Regions from separate parts of the Mus musculus genome. Here region 1 is linked to region 2. Evidence: chromatin contacts called from public HiChIP or PLAC-seq data. All regions are on one chromosome and are shown on one strand. Each heading gives the region's core, a stretch centred on a gene start, on an enhancer-like site or on the middle of the called end of the contact. The rest is flanking DNA. Distances are from core to core; before and after follow the strand shown.

What was found. HiChIP or PLAC-seq counts read pairs in DNA pulled down with a chosen protein or histone mark.
Region 1: a contact with region 2 is called in an H3K27ac HiChIP or PLAC-seq map of embryonic stem cells, with 5 read pairs. The contact joins the enhancer-like site here to the promoter of Pcsk1n in region 2. A contact is called at or near these places in 1 of 39 promoter capture datasets (neural stem cells), 1 of 115 datasets of contacts at active chromatin or transcription factors (embryonic stem cells) and 2 of 9 other capture datasets (adipose tissue and liver).

The regions. Positions count from the first base shown.
Region 1 is chrX:8,164,735-8,170,474 of GRCm38.p6, forward strand. The region is part of intron 3 of Tbc1d25 (TBC1 domain family, member 25); the gene reads right to left. Among named protein-coding and RNA genes, the nearest start is that of Tbc1d25, 8.3 kb to the right of the region's middle. Within about 2 kb of position 3,152, at least 33 of the 459 cell types and tissues checked have an H3K27ac peak or open chromatin away from gene starts, as enhancers often do. A contact at or near this core is called in embryonic stem cells, where this site is marked.
Region 2 is chrX:7,917,410-7,923,378 of GRCm38.p6, forward strand. It overlaps Pcsk1n (proprotein convertase subtilisin/kexin type 1 inhibitor), which reads left to right and starts at 2,413. Exons shown (of 3, transcript NM_013892.3): 1 at 2,413-2,635; 2 at 4,639-5,105; 3 at 5,499-5,969. The coding sequence starts at 2,522. The coding sequence ends at 5,694.

The DNA.
Region 1 (5,740 bases), core at 1,902-4,401, 250 kb after region 2:
TTTTTGTTTTGAGATGGCCTCACTAAGCTGCCTAGGCTGACCATGAACCCACTGCGCAGGCAGGTCTTAAACTTGTCATCTCTGCCTCAATCTCGCAACTATCTCAATTGTTTTCCCTTTGTGTTGGGGGAGAAAGAGGGAGAAAGTTTCTGATTATGTAGCCTAAGCTGGCCTTGAGCTCACAGAAATCCTTCTGTCTCAGCCCGATTGCAGGGGCTTACAATAATCCTCCTGTCTTTGCTTCTTTCTGCTTCTTGATTGCTAGGATCACAGACATGTGGTCCTCTACCCAGCTGTTTCGGTGAGCATTGTAGAGGACTTATGCATACTACTACTGTACAAGCATTCTTTTTTTTTTTTTTTTTTTTTTTTACTTATTCATTTACTATATGTGAGTACACTGTAGCTGTTTTCAGAGACTCCAGAAGAGGGCGTCAGATCTCATTACAGATGGTTATGAGCCACCATGTGGTTGCTGGGATTTGAACTCAGGACCTTCAGAAGAGCAGTCAGTGCTCTTAACCACTGAGCCATCTCTCCAGCCCTGTATAAGCATTCTTATACTATTAAGTTACATCTCCAGCCCCAGACAGTTTTTTTTTCTTTCTTTTTTTTTTTTTTTTTTTTTTTGCTTTTCAAGGATTTCTCTGTGTAGGCCAGGCTGGCCTCAGGAAGCAGAGGCAGACAGATGTCTGAGTTTGAGGCCAGACTGGTCTACAGAGTGAGTTCCAAGACAGCCAGGGCTACACAGAGAAACCCTGGCTCAAAAAACCCAGATAGATAGAGAGAGAGACAGACAAACAAGGAAACTATTAGTAGCAATAATAATAATAATAATAATAATAATAATATAAAGAAAATTATCACAAATGTCCAAATTGGTTCAAGGTCCTGGCTTGATAATCTACCAAGTGTAGAGGCGAAATGGGCTCCTCAGAGAGACTCAACCTTCCACTGAGTCACATGCTTGTTGCTTTCAGAGCCATGAAAATGGACTCAAGGGGCTGGAGAGATGGCTCAGCTGTTATGAGCCACTGGGCTCATAATAGAGGACCTTAGTTCTATTCCTAGCACACACACTGCAGCCCACAACTATCTGTAACTCCAGCCCCAAGATCTCTAATCCTCTTCTGTCCTCCCTGGGCACCAGGCATGCACATGGTGCACATATTCACATGCAGGCAAAACACCTATACACAGAAAATAAATAAGGAAAGCAATATGATCTCAAGAATGCCATTAACAGGGCTGCAGAGATGGCTCAGTGGGTAAGAGCACTGGCTGCTCTTCCAGAGGTCCTGAGTTCAAGTCCCAGCAACCACATGGTGACTCACAACCATCTATAATTAGATCTGATGCCCTCTGCTGCAGGTGTACATGCAGGCACAAGGCTGTGTATATTTAAGTAAATCTTTTATTTTTAAAGAATGGCATTAACAATATTATACTACACAGTCCATATACTCGACACTTAAGAGTATATCATGGTCTTCCAAAGCATTTGGGTTCAATTCTCAGCAACCATGTTGGAGCTCACAACTGTTTGTAATTCCAGTTCCAGGGAATCCGACACCCTCACACAGACATACATGTAGGCAGAACACCAATGTACATAAAATACAAATAGCTTTAAAACGTTTTATAAAAAGAGTATAACATGTAGATCATAAGCCAATTGTATATAAATATGAATATACTCTCATGTCCCTACATATGACTAAATTTGTTTGTAAAGAGTAAAGGACCTGTAAGGTTATACAGCAAACTGATCACTCAAGCAGAAGGTGTGTGTGTGAGAGAGATGTATAAAGTTAAGCATAGTGTTCCCTAGAGTATGTAGGACTTTTGTGTTGTTTTGTTTCGCTTTTTGAGGCAAGGTTTCTCTGTGTAGCCCTCGCTGTCCTGGAACTCACTCTGTAGACCAGGATGGCCTCGAACTCAGAAATCTGCCTGCCTCTGTTTCCCAAGTGCTGGGATTAAAGGCGTGTGCCACCACTGCCCGGCCTAGCATTGTTTAAAAACATTTTCATTTCTGTTTATTTTCTGTGATACTGTGAATCAAACCCAGGGTCTCCCGAATGCTAGGCAAGTGCTCTATCACTAAGCTTTATCGCTGGCCCTCACGCTCATTTCTGATTATTATCGCAATACTAGGCACTGAATTCAGGGCCTAGCAAATGTAGCTCAAATCCTGAGCGCACTGTTTACTTGCCCACACTGGCCTTGAACTCAACTACAGCACAGGACCCTCTGATCTTACAAACTTTCAGTCCCCTGGGCCTCATTTTTTTATTTTTAATAAGGTGAATGTGTTTAGTAGGTTACTAAACAGTTTCATGTCAGTTTCCCCAAGAAATTCCTTTTACCAAGATCAGGCATTTAGACAGAAGCCAGAATTCCCTCAGGGGCTTGAAGAGTTATTTCCTCCTAGACAAAAGTGTTTATTTTCTCCTTACCTCTGGCCAAAGAGACCTGGGCTCTTGCTTTAGGTCTTGGTTAGCGAGTCAGATCTGTGCTAGTCTCCAGGCTCCCTCCATGATGGTATCCTTTCGCTTTTAACCAAGGGGCTCCCCCATGGCACCTCACTCACTCCTCTCTGCTCTCCTGAGACAGACTTGGCAATTTGGAAAACACACACACACACACACACACACATATATACATACACACACACACACACACACACACATATATACACACACACATACACACACACACACATATATACACACACACACACACACACACATACACACACACACATACACACACATACACACACATACACACACACACACACACACACACACACACACACACACACACGCTCTCACGCGCGCTCTCTCTCTCTCTCTCTCTCTCTCAGCACTCCATTAATTTCTCTTTTACATATTAAAAAGCTTTTCAGTTGAAAGTCTATGAGGTGCCGGTGCTCACTGAGACCAGACACTTCACCTGACCTGAGTGTTGGGAACTGAACTTGGGTCCTCTGCTACAAATGTATATTCTCTGAGTCACTAAACATTCCTGTAGGCCCTGAATTTTAACTTCGCTGGGGCAGTGGCGGCACATGCCTTTAGTCCCAGCACTCAGGAGGCAGAGGAAGGCAGGGGCTGGCAGATCTCTGAGTTGAAGGCCAGCCTGGTCTACACAGAAACTCAGAAATCCGCCTGCCTCTGCCTCCCGAGTGCTGGGATTAAAGGCATGTGCTACCACACCTAGTCCTCTCCTTAGCATTTTAATGGAGACAAATTAAAATGACAAATTAATTCAGTTAAATAAGAATAGGCCCTGGGAAGTTGGCTGAATTGGTGAAGCACTTGCGGTATAAGTATAACAGTTTGTATCTCTGCTGCAGGCTAAAGCCAGGGGTGGGCTAGTGAGATGGCTCAAGTCCAGTGACCTGACTTCTAGCCTCAAAAAGACAGATGTTGTGGTATGCATTCCCATCTATAATCCCAGTACTCCTGTGGCAAAATAGGCTAGTAGAGAAAAGAATTGCCTGAAATTGCCGGGCCAGCTAGCCTAGGAGTATACAGTATAGCAAGAGAAAAAGAGACCCGGCCTTAACGAAGAGGAAGGAAACACTGACTCTTGAAAAACTGTCCTCTGACTTCCACATGTGTTTCACACACACACACACACACACACACACACACACACACACACACACACACACACACAGATTCACACATGCAAACAGATGATAGGCGAAAGCCTGTACTTGGAGCAGTGAAGTAATAAAAGCAGAAGCATCTTACTTCTGCTTCCTGGCCAGCCATGGAGCCAGTCAGCAGGCTCAACTTTTAGTAAAAGACCCTGTTGGCAGAGTTACATGGACAAGTGATGGAGGAAGACGAGCAACACTGATCCCTGGTCTCCAAACTCCTGCACATGTACATCACATACTCACACAAATGCACACCTATGAACACATATGCAAACAAGAAGAAAACCCTTATAAGACTTTCATGAAACATTTTAGGGCTGGGGAGATGGCTCAGTGGAAAAGTGCTTGTCTACCATGTGCAAGGCTCTGGCTTCCATTCCCAGTACTGAAACAAATCCAGAAAGTAACATTTTTATGAAAGGAAACACTAAAACTTTCATAACCTGAATGTGGTGTTTTATACTTGGAATCTTAGCACCTAGAAGGAAGGCCAAGGCAGCCTGAACTATACAGTTAGAGCCTGTTAGGAAACAAAGGAAAGGAAGGCCCCACACAGCCAGTGAGATGGACCAACAGGCAGAGGTGCCTGTTACCAAGTCTAGTGACCTGGTTCAACCTGCAGAACCCACATGGTGGAAGGACAGCATCCCACAAGTTGTCCTCTGTGTACCATGCATGCCATGGCATGCAGGTGCATGTGAGCCCATGCAGCATGGCTCAGTAGGTTGATGAGCTAAATTCAATCCCCAAGACTCCCACGAGAGAAGGAAGAACTGACTTCTGAAAGTTGTCTTCTGACCTACACATGCATTCTTTGGTATGTCTGTGGACACACACACACATATACAAAATAAGTATCATACAAGTTTAAGGCAGCTCATTTTTGTGTCCTCCCATGGCTTCAGGGAGCTGTTTTTTTCTCTCCATCAATTTTGCTTGCTAGTCCTTTTAAGGACATTTGTAAATGAAGAGATCAGAATAAGAAAATTTTTAAAAATTCAGAAACAGACCACGCTTACCCTGGAACCTGGCAAGTAAGAGATGGAAATAGTGAGGGGAAAACTGATTCGTCATTAGCTGGAGAGTTAATTTTATGAGAGGTTTATCTGCACACATGCTTGCAAGGCTTGTCAAGGTCCCTGGGACAAGAGTTACAGACTGGTTTGAATTGCCATGTGGATACTGAGAACCAAACCCAGGTTCTATAGAAGAGTAGCCAGTACTCCCAGCTGCTGAGCCATCTCTCTACCTTATGGAAAAGCATCTTATAGGTAAGTTTATGGTTATGAAGATATCTCAGTGGCTGCCATATAAGCAATGAGGGCCTGGGCATGGATCCCTAGTAAGTTCCAGAACCGACATAAAAAACGAGAGACACGGTAGTGTACACATATAATCCCAGCTCTTGGGAGGAAGCTAGGAGGATCCATGGGCTTGCTGACCAGCCAATCTAGCCAAATGGTGAGATCTGGGTTCAATGAGAAACTATCTCAAATAATAAGGTGGATACCAGGCATGGTGACACATGCCTTTAATCCCAGCACTTGGAAGGCAGAGGGCAGGTGGATTTCTGTGAGTTCCAAAGCAGCCTAGACTGTAGAGCGAGTTCCAGGATAGCCAAGGCTATACAGAGAAACCCTGCCTTGAAAGAACAAACCAACCAACCACAAACAAAAAATAAGGCGAAGGGTGATTGAGAATCTCAACGTTAACCTCTGGTCTGCTCACAGGCACACCCATGCATCCACACACGGGCACCCATAAACATATAGACATGGAGAAAAGGACTTTTCAAATGAGTTTCTGTGAAAGAGACAGGTGTCATCACCTCTGCTCCACTGGCGTCCTCTCAGCTCTTACACAGCTGGGTTGGCCTTGTGCTTATTCAGCCAGGAAGACTTTATGTGTTTAAATGACACTACTGTTTCCACTTTAGAGGTGAAGAAATGGAGGCCGGGAAATAAGTTATTGACACATTTTCCTGTGCCCTATTATCTTTCCTTTCTTTCAACTCTTTCTTCCTCTGTTTCCTCCTGCATTCCTCTTTTTGTCCTTCTCTTTCTTCCTCTT
Region 2 (5,969 bases), core at 1,163-3,662:
TTATTATTTATTTTACTTGTTTTTAGTTTTTAGTTTTTGAGACAGGGTCTCTCTGCGTAGCACTGGCTGACCTGAAACTCTCTACGTAGACCAGGCTGGCCTTGAATTAACAGAACTTCCTGCTTCTACCTCCTGAGTGCTGGGATAAAAGGGGTATGCCACTATGCCTGGCTCTCCTTCACATTTAATCTATGCCATGTCATCATATGTTGTTTTAATTTCACTTTATTTTTTTTAGTTTTAATTCTCAATGAAAATATATAGATTTTTGCAGCAGCGTGTTCTAATCATAACTTTATTTTCCAGTAAAGGAAGATATAGCAACCACTGGTTCTGTATCCAGAACGACGCACTGTCAGCATTGCCCTCTCCAGGGTTTCCCCCTTTGGGATACACACACTGATTTTATCAGAATCCTCTGGGTTTGGTGCTGATGTTCAAATCCAGCTATAGAAATGCTTCACTAGTGAGCTACATTCCCAGTCTTTGATGGATCATTCCAGTGTTTTGGGTTCTTGTGGTTGTTGTTTGGCTGTTCTTTAAGAACATGGTTTCTCTTTGCAGCCCAGATTGCTTTGGAACGAACTTTCTTTCTTTCTTTCTTTCTTTCTTTCTTTCTTTCTTTCTTTCTTTCTTTCTTTCTTTCTTTCTTTCTTTCTTTTAACATACATTTATTTATTTGTTTGTTTATATGTGAGTACACTGTAGCTGTCTCCAGATGCACCAGTAGAGGGCATCAGATCTCATTACGGGTGGTTGTGAGCCACCATGCGGTTGCTGGAAATTGAACTCACGACCGTGCTCTTACCCACTGTGCCATCTCTCCAGCCCAGCTTTGGAACTTTCTATGTAGACCAGGTTGACCAGGAACTCAGCAGAGATCTGCCTGCTTCTGCCTTCTGAGTGCTGGGATTAAAGGCCAGTGATAGCACGCCCAGCTGATGGTTTATTTATTTGTTTTATTTCTATTTTTCTTGGTGAACTCCAAGCATGAACGTGCTCTACGAATAATCTCTATCCCGCTCTACCTCTCCTGATTGAGACATTATCTAGCTGCTAGATATCCTTGAACGCCCTGTGTGGCCCAAACTGACCTTAAACTTATGACCCTCCTGCCTCTGCCTCCTGGTACCAAGGAAGGTTACAGGAATGTGCCAACCATTCCTGGGTTGGGGACGTTTTGTCTCTTCCTATGGTGGTGGCATGGAACTCGTGTTTATGCTTTACCGCAGAGCTTGGGCTTCTCTCTCCAGCCCCCTTCCCTCTTGCCCCACTGGGGATTCGTGCTGGGCAAGACCCCTTTGATGGAGCTACCCACTCAAATCCCCCTTTTCACTTTTGATTTTGCGATAGGATCTCATTACATTGTACAGGCTGGCCTTAAACTATTTGTGTGTTTTTGCTGGTCTAGAGCCTGCTTTGTGTGGGGCACAGCATTTTATGACTTTAATCCCAGCCCTCAGGAGGCAGATCTGCACATCTCTGTCAATTCAAGGCTAGCCTAGATTACATAGTAAGTTCTTGGACAGCCACGGGGCTATGTAGAGAACTGTTCAAAGGAAAAAAGAAGGCTACATCATAGATGAGGGCTGCACTGCCACACCCAGTTTATGGGGTGCCCAGAATCAAACCTAGGGCTTTGTATATGCTAGGCAAAAACTGTACCAGATGAACTACATCCCTAGACTGTTGAACTAGATGTAGTCCAGACAGGCCTTGAAGTGGAGAACCTTCTTCTTTAGCCTCCCAAGTGGTTGGGGATGGCAAGCCTGTGCCACTAGGCCTGGCTCTTTCAACCTTTTGTTGTATCATTTAAAAAACATTTACATATTTGTTGTGTGTGAGTAGGGGTGCACAATTGCCACAGAATACCTGTGGAAACGAGAGCACAGTGAGAGAAATGAAATGAAGGGAGCATTTAGTAAGCTCCTACTTAATATCACGCCTGTAGATCTTTAAGTGTCATTCTGAGGTTGCAGTTGTTAGTAATAGCTTTATTCTGGCATGAGGCTAATCCATAGCAATATGAACTGAGCTGCCAGTGGCCATGTCATCTGGGTTCATTTCTCTGTGAACATCGTGGTCCACAGCATGCAGCCAGTAATTGTTTATCCATCAAACAAGAGTATAGTCTGTTGTCTCCCCAAGGACAGAGACCAGAGCCTGATTTCAGCCCACTGAGTCAATTTCCCTTGTCTGTCTGGTAATTCAACAGCAAGGTCTATTGCCCTAGCAACTGCCCTTATACTGCCATGGCAACCGCCAGTGCAGACTTCTGTTCTCCACTTTGCCCCTTGGACATCTCCATGGCGATGCGCAGGATGAAGAGAAGGCCAGAGCCCTAATTCTGCGCCTGCGTACAGTAGGAGACAGTGGGGCGGGAGTGGGGGGGACGGGGACGCGGGGAGGGGGCAGGCTCCTGGATGTGCGCAGCCGCAGAGCGCTGCTGCTGTGCCTAATACCCATCGCTGCGCACTTGACAGCCAGTCCGCCCGTCCGGAGCCCGGCTCGTTGGGGCAGCATGGCGGGGTCGCCGCTGCTCTGCGGGCCGCGGGCCGGGGGCGTCGGCATTTTGGTGCTGCTGCTCTTGGGCCTTCTGAGGCTGCCCCCCACCCTGTCAGCGAGGCCCGTGAAGGTGCGACCTCAGTCAGCAGGGGGTGGGGGTGGGGTGGGGAGGAAGATGGGGGAAAGTGTTAATGAGGTATTTTCACAGGTATGCGCATAGGGCTTGGCTAGGGTGACCTGGCCTGCAGCTGACAGCCCCGCGCAGGCCAGGGGCAGTTTCAGGATGTGAGGATGATGTTGTTCAGGGCGCCCTGCCCATCCCTCAGCATCTGGGGCCTGGTTTAATCTCGATCCACGGGTGGCCCGTGGAGCTGTCCGTGGCACTAGGGTGTATTCAGAAAAGATATCTAAGCCTGTGATGTGATGACCGAAGTGTATAGGCATTGTTTCTTTTCAGTGTGACCTTTGGTTTGACTGCCCCTGAATGCCCTACAATACTAGGGATGCTTCTGGTTGACTTTTTGCGGGCCTGGTTGCTTTCTTAGTGGTACAGTGTGTATATTTGTGAATTCTTATGGGTGGTGACGTAGTATATGGGCGTATCTTTCTGTGTACTTGTGTGTTTCTGTGTTCATTTGTTTTTATTTTAGAAGGAGTGGTCCTTGTACCTTGGGGTACATATTTCATGGTGGCTTGGGTAAACTGAGTACTTGGGTTCTTCTACGTGCATCCACGAGACAGTTTCCTTTTTTTTCTTCTTCTTCTTTGTGGAGCTGTGTCATTGCAGGGAAAGAAGCCATGATGTCTCTGCATTGTGTTTTTAAAGACGATGCATGTCCTTGGTTGGCTCAGGTAGAGTAACTGAAGATCATTTCGCCAACAGGAATGTACACACAGGCACGAAAAAAAGACCACTTCTCGCAGTGGATATGGCAGTGTTGGGTTAAAATGTGTGACATTTTAAGGGCTGTGTGTGTGTGTGTGTGTGTGTGTAGGGATTGCTGGTGGGTGATTTCCCCGGCGCTGAGAGTGGTGGGTGCTGATCAAGGGCACGTGGAGCAGCTTGCTCCTCTACCTCTTCAAAGCTGTTGAGAGATCAGAGGAGAATTTTTAAAACCATTTGATAGCCTCGCGCCCCCCATAGGCATTACCTTCTATTTTCCACCCATTGAGTCCGTTCTTTGCTTTGCAGCTCATCTTTAAACGACCCATTGTTTCATTCCTCCTGCTTCTGGAACATCCGAGAAATGCAATCAAGCTAGGCATCTGCTTCCTGATGGTCACTAGGGGTCACTAAGAAGTCCTTGGCTTTGATAGACTTAGGTCATCTGCAGTGGGATTCTAGAATTTGCCTTTGTGTGTGTGTGTGAGATTCATTTATATTGAAGTGTACAGTTATAGTTAATTTATTGGTGCGCATTATCATCTTCCATGTGTGTATCATGAGTATCCTACTAAGTCATTGTTTATTTCCGTGCTGTTCTTTCCTTCACCCCACCCCCTACTTTTATGCTGTTATAAAAATGCTGCTGTGATGTTTCAAGAATTTACATCCTGCAGGCTGACTGTAACACCCAACCCATTCTTCTCTTGAGACACAGGCAATTTCTCTTTCAAAATGATTTTTGCAAAATTTTGTTTTGTTTCTTGAGGTAGGATTTCTCTCTGTAGTCCAGGCTGCCCTGGAGCTCCCTTTGTAGAGGAGGCTGGCCTGAAACTCAGGGATCTGCCTGCGTAGGCTGGGAATTAAAGGCGTGAACTCTCCCACACCTGGCTTATTTTTGCAAGTTTAATTTCCAACAGAGAAATGTTATAGTGTTATTCCAAACCTGGCACCTGCCCCAACCCCCCCCCCAAAAAAAACGAAGAAGAGAAAAGAAACTAACGGTAACAGCATAGCATCCAGAGGATTCAGGACAAGTTTTGAGATTGTGTGAATCCTAGAGGTGTTCTAGTGGTCTGAAGTGCCCTTGGAGATATTTAGGGGTTTCCCGGGACCTTAGACACGATAGGAATTTTGGAGGGGCCCAGTGAATGAGGTGGTCATTGAAAATCCATGGAGCCCCACCCCTAGTTGTGCATCTCTGGCCAGACAATGACGATATTTTTTTCCTTCACCCCATCTTCTCACAGGAGCCCCGCAGTCTGAGCGCAGCATCCGCGCCCTTGGTTGAGACGAGCACTCCCCTCCGCTTGCGTCGGGCCGTGCCCCGAGGAGAGGCGGCGGGTGCGGTGCAGGAGCTGGCGCGGGCGCTGGCGCACCTGCTGGAGGCCGAGAGACAGGAACGCGCGCGTGCTGAGGCGCAGGAGGCTGAGGATCAGCAGGCGCGTGTCCTGGCGCAGCTGCTGCGCGCCTGGGGCTCTCCGCGTGCCTCGGACCCGCCCTTGGCCCCCGACGATGACCCGGACGCTCCAGCTGCACAGCTCGCCCGTGCTCTGCTCCGAGCTCGCCTAGACCCGGCCGCCCTGGCAGCCCAACTTGTCCCCGCCCCTGCCGCTGCGCCGCGACCCCGGCCCCCAGTGTATGATGATGGCCCCACTGGCCCAGACGTCGAGGATGCCGGCGACGAGACTCCTGACGTGGACCCTGAGCTGCTGAGGTGCGGGGACCAAGGGGGAGGGAGGGCAAGGGCAGAGGGCTTCATGCACTGGGGGTAAAATCACTACTAAAGTGCTGCGCTGGAGCCTGAGAAGTGAGGTCGCGGGTCCTGAGTACAAGGGGACGGAAGCCCAGGGACCCCTGACTGGTGGGACAATGCAGGAGTAAGGGCTCCCCGGAGTGGTGGTGGATCGGTTTCTGCAGGAAGTGGTCCTGGTGGTGGGCAGTTTCTGGAATGGAAGGCCGGGACCTCTGACTTCCTCGGAAAGTAGTGGTGAGTTCCGCAGGCTCGAGTGAGGGTTACAAGCCATACGGAATTAGAAAATTGCCTTGTCCGGGTTCTGAACCACAGCGATGGCAAATACATCCTGACCGCATTCCGCAATCCTTGCAGGTACTTGCTAGGGCGGATCCTCACCGGAAGTTCGGAGCCAGAGGCTGCTCCTGCCCCGCGCCGCCTCCGCCGATCTGTGGACCAGGATTTGGGTCCCGAGGTGCCCCCTGAGAACGTACTGGGGGCTCTGCTACGCGTCAAACGCCTGGAGAACCCCTCGCCCCAGGCGCCGGCACGCCGCCTCCTGCCTCCCTGAGCGCTGCTGCATCCTGCACGCCCTGGAACCCAGGAGCGCCCCAGCAACCCTGACTCCCTGCCAGCACGTCCAAGGCTGCTTACCCCAGCAACCTCCCATCCCCTGAGCCCTCAATAAATGCCATCTGTAGCAGCTGTTTGTCTGAGCGCCCTGTACTAGGGGGCCGGTGGGCTGGGTGACAATGATAATGGAATAGTGGCTGTCCTACTGAGGACAGCACAGTACTGTTTGGGACCTGTACTGGTAAGGAATACATGCCTGCTTCCTCTGGACTT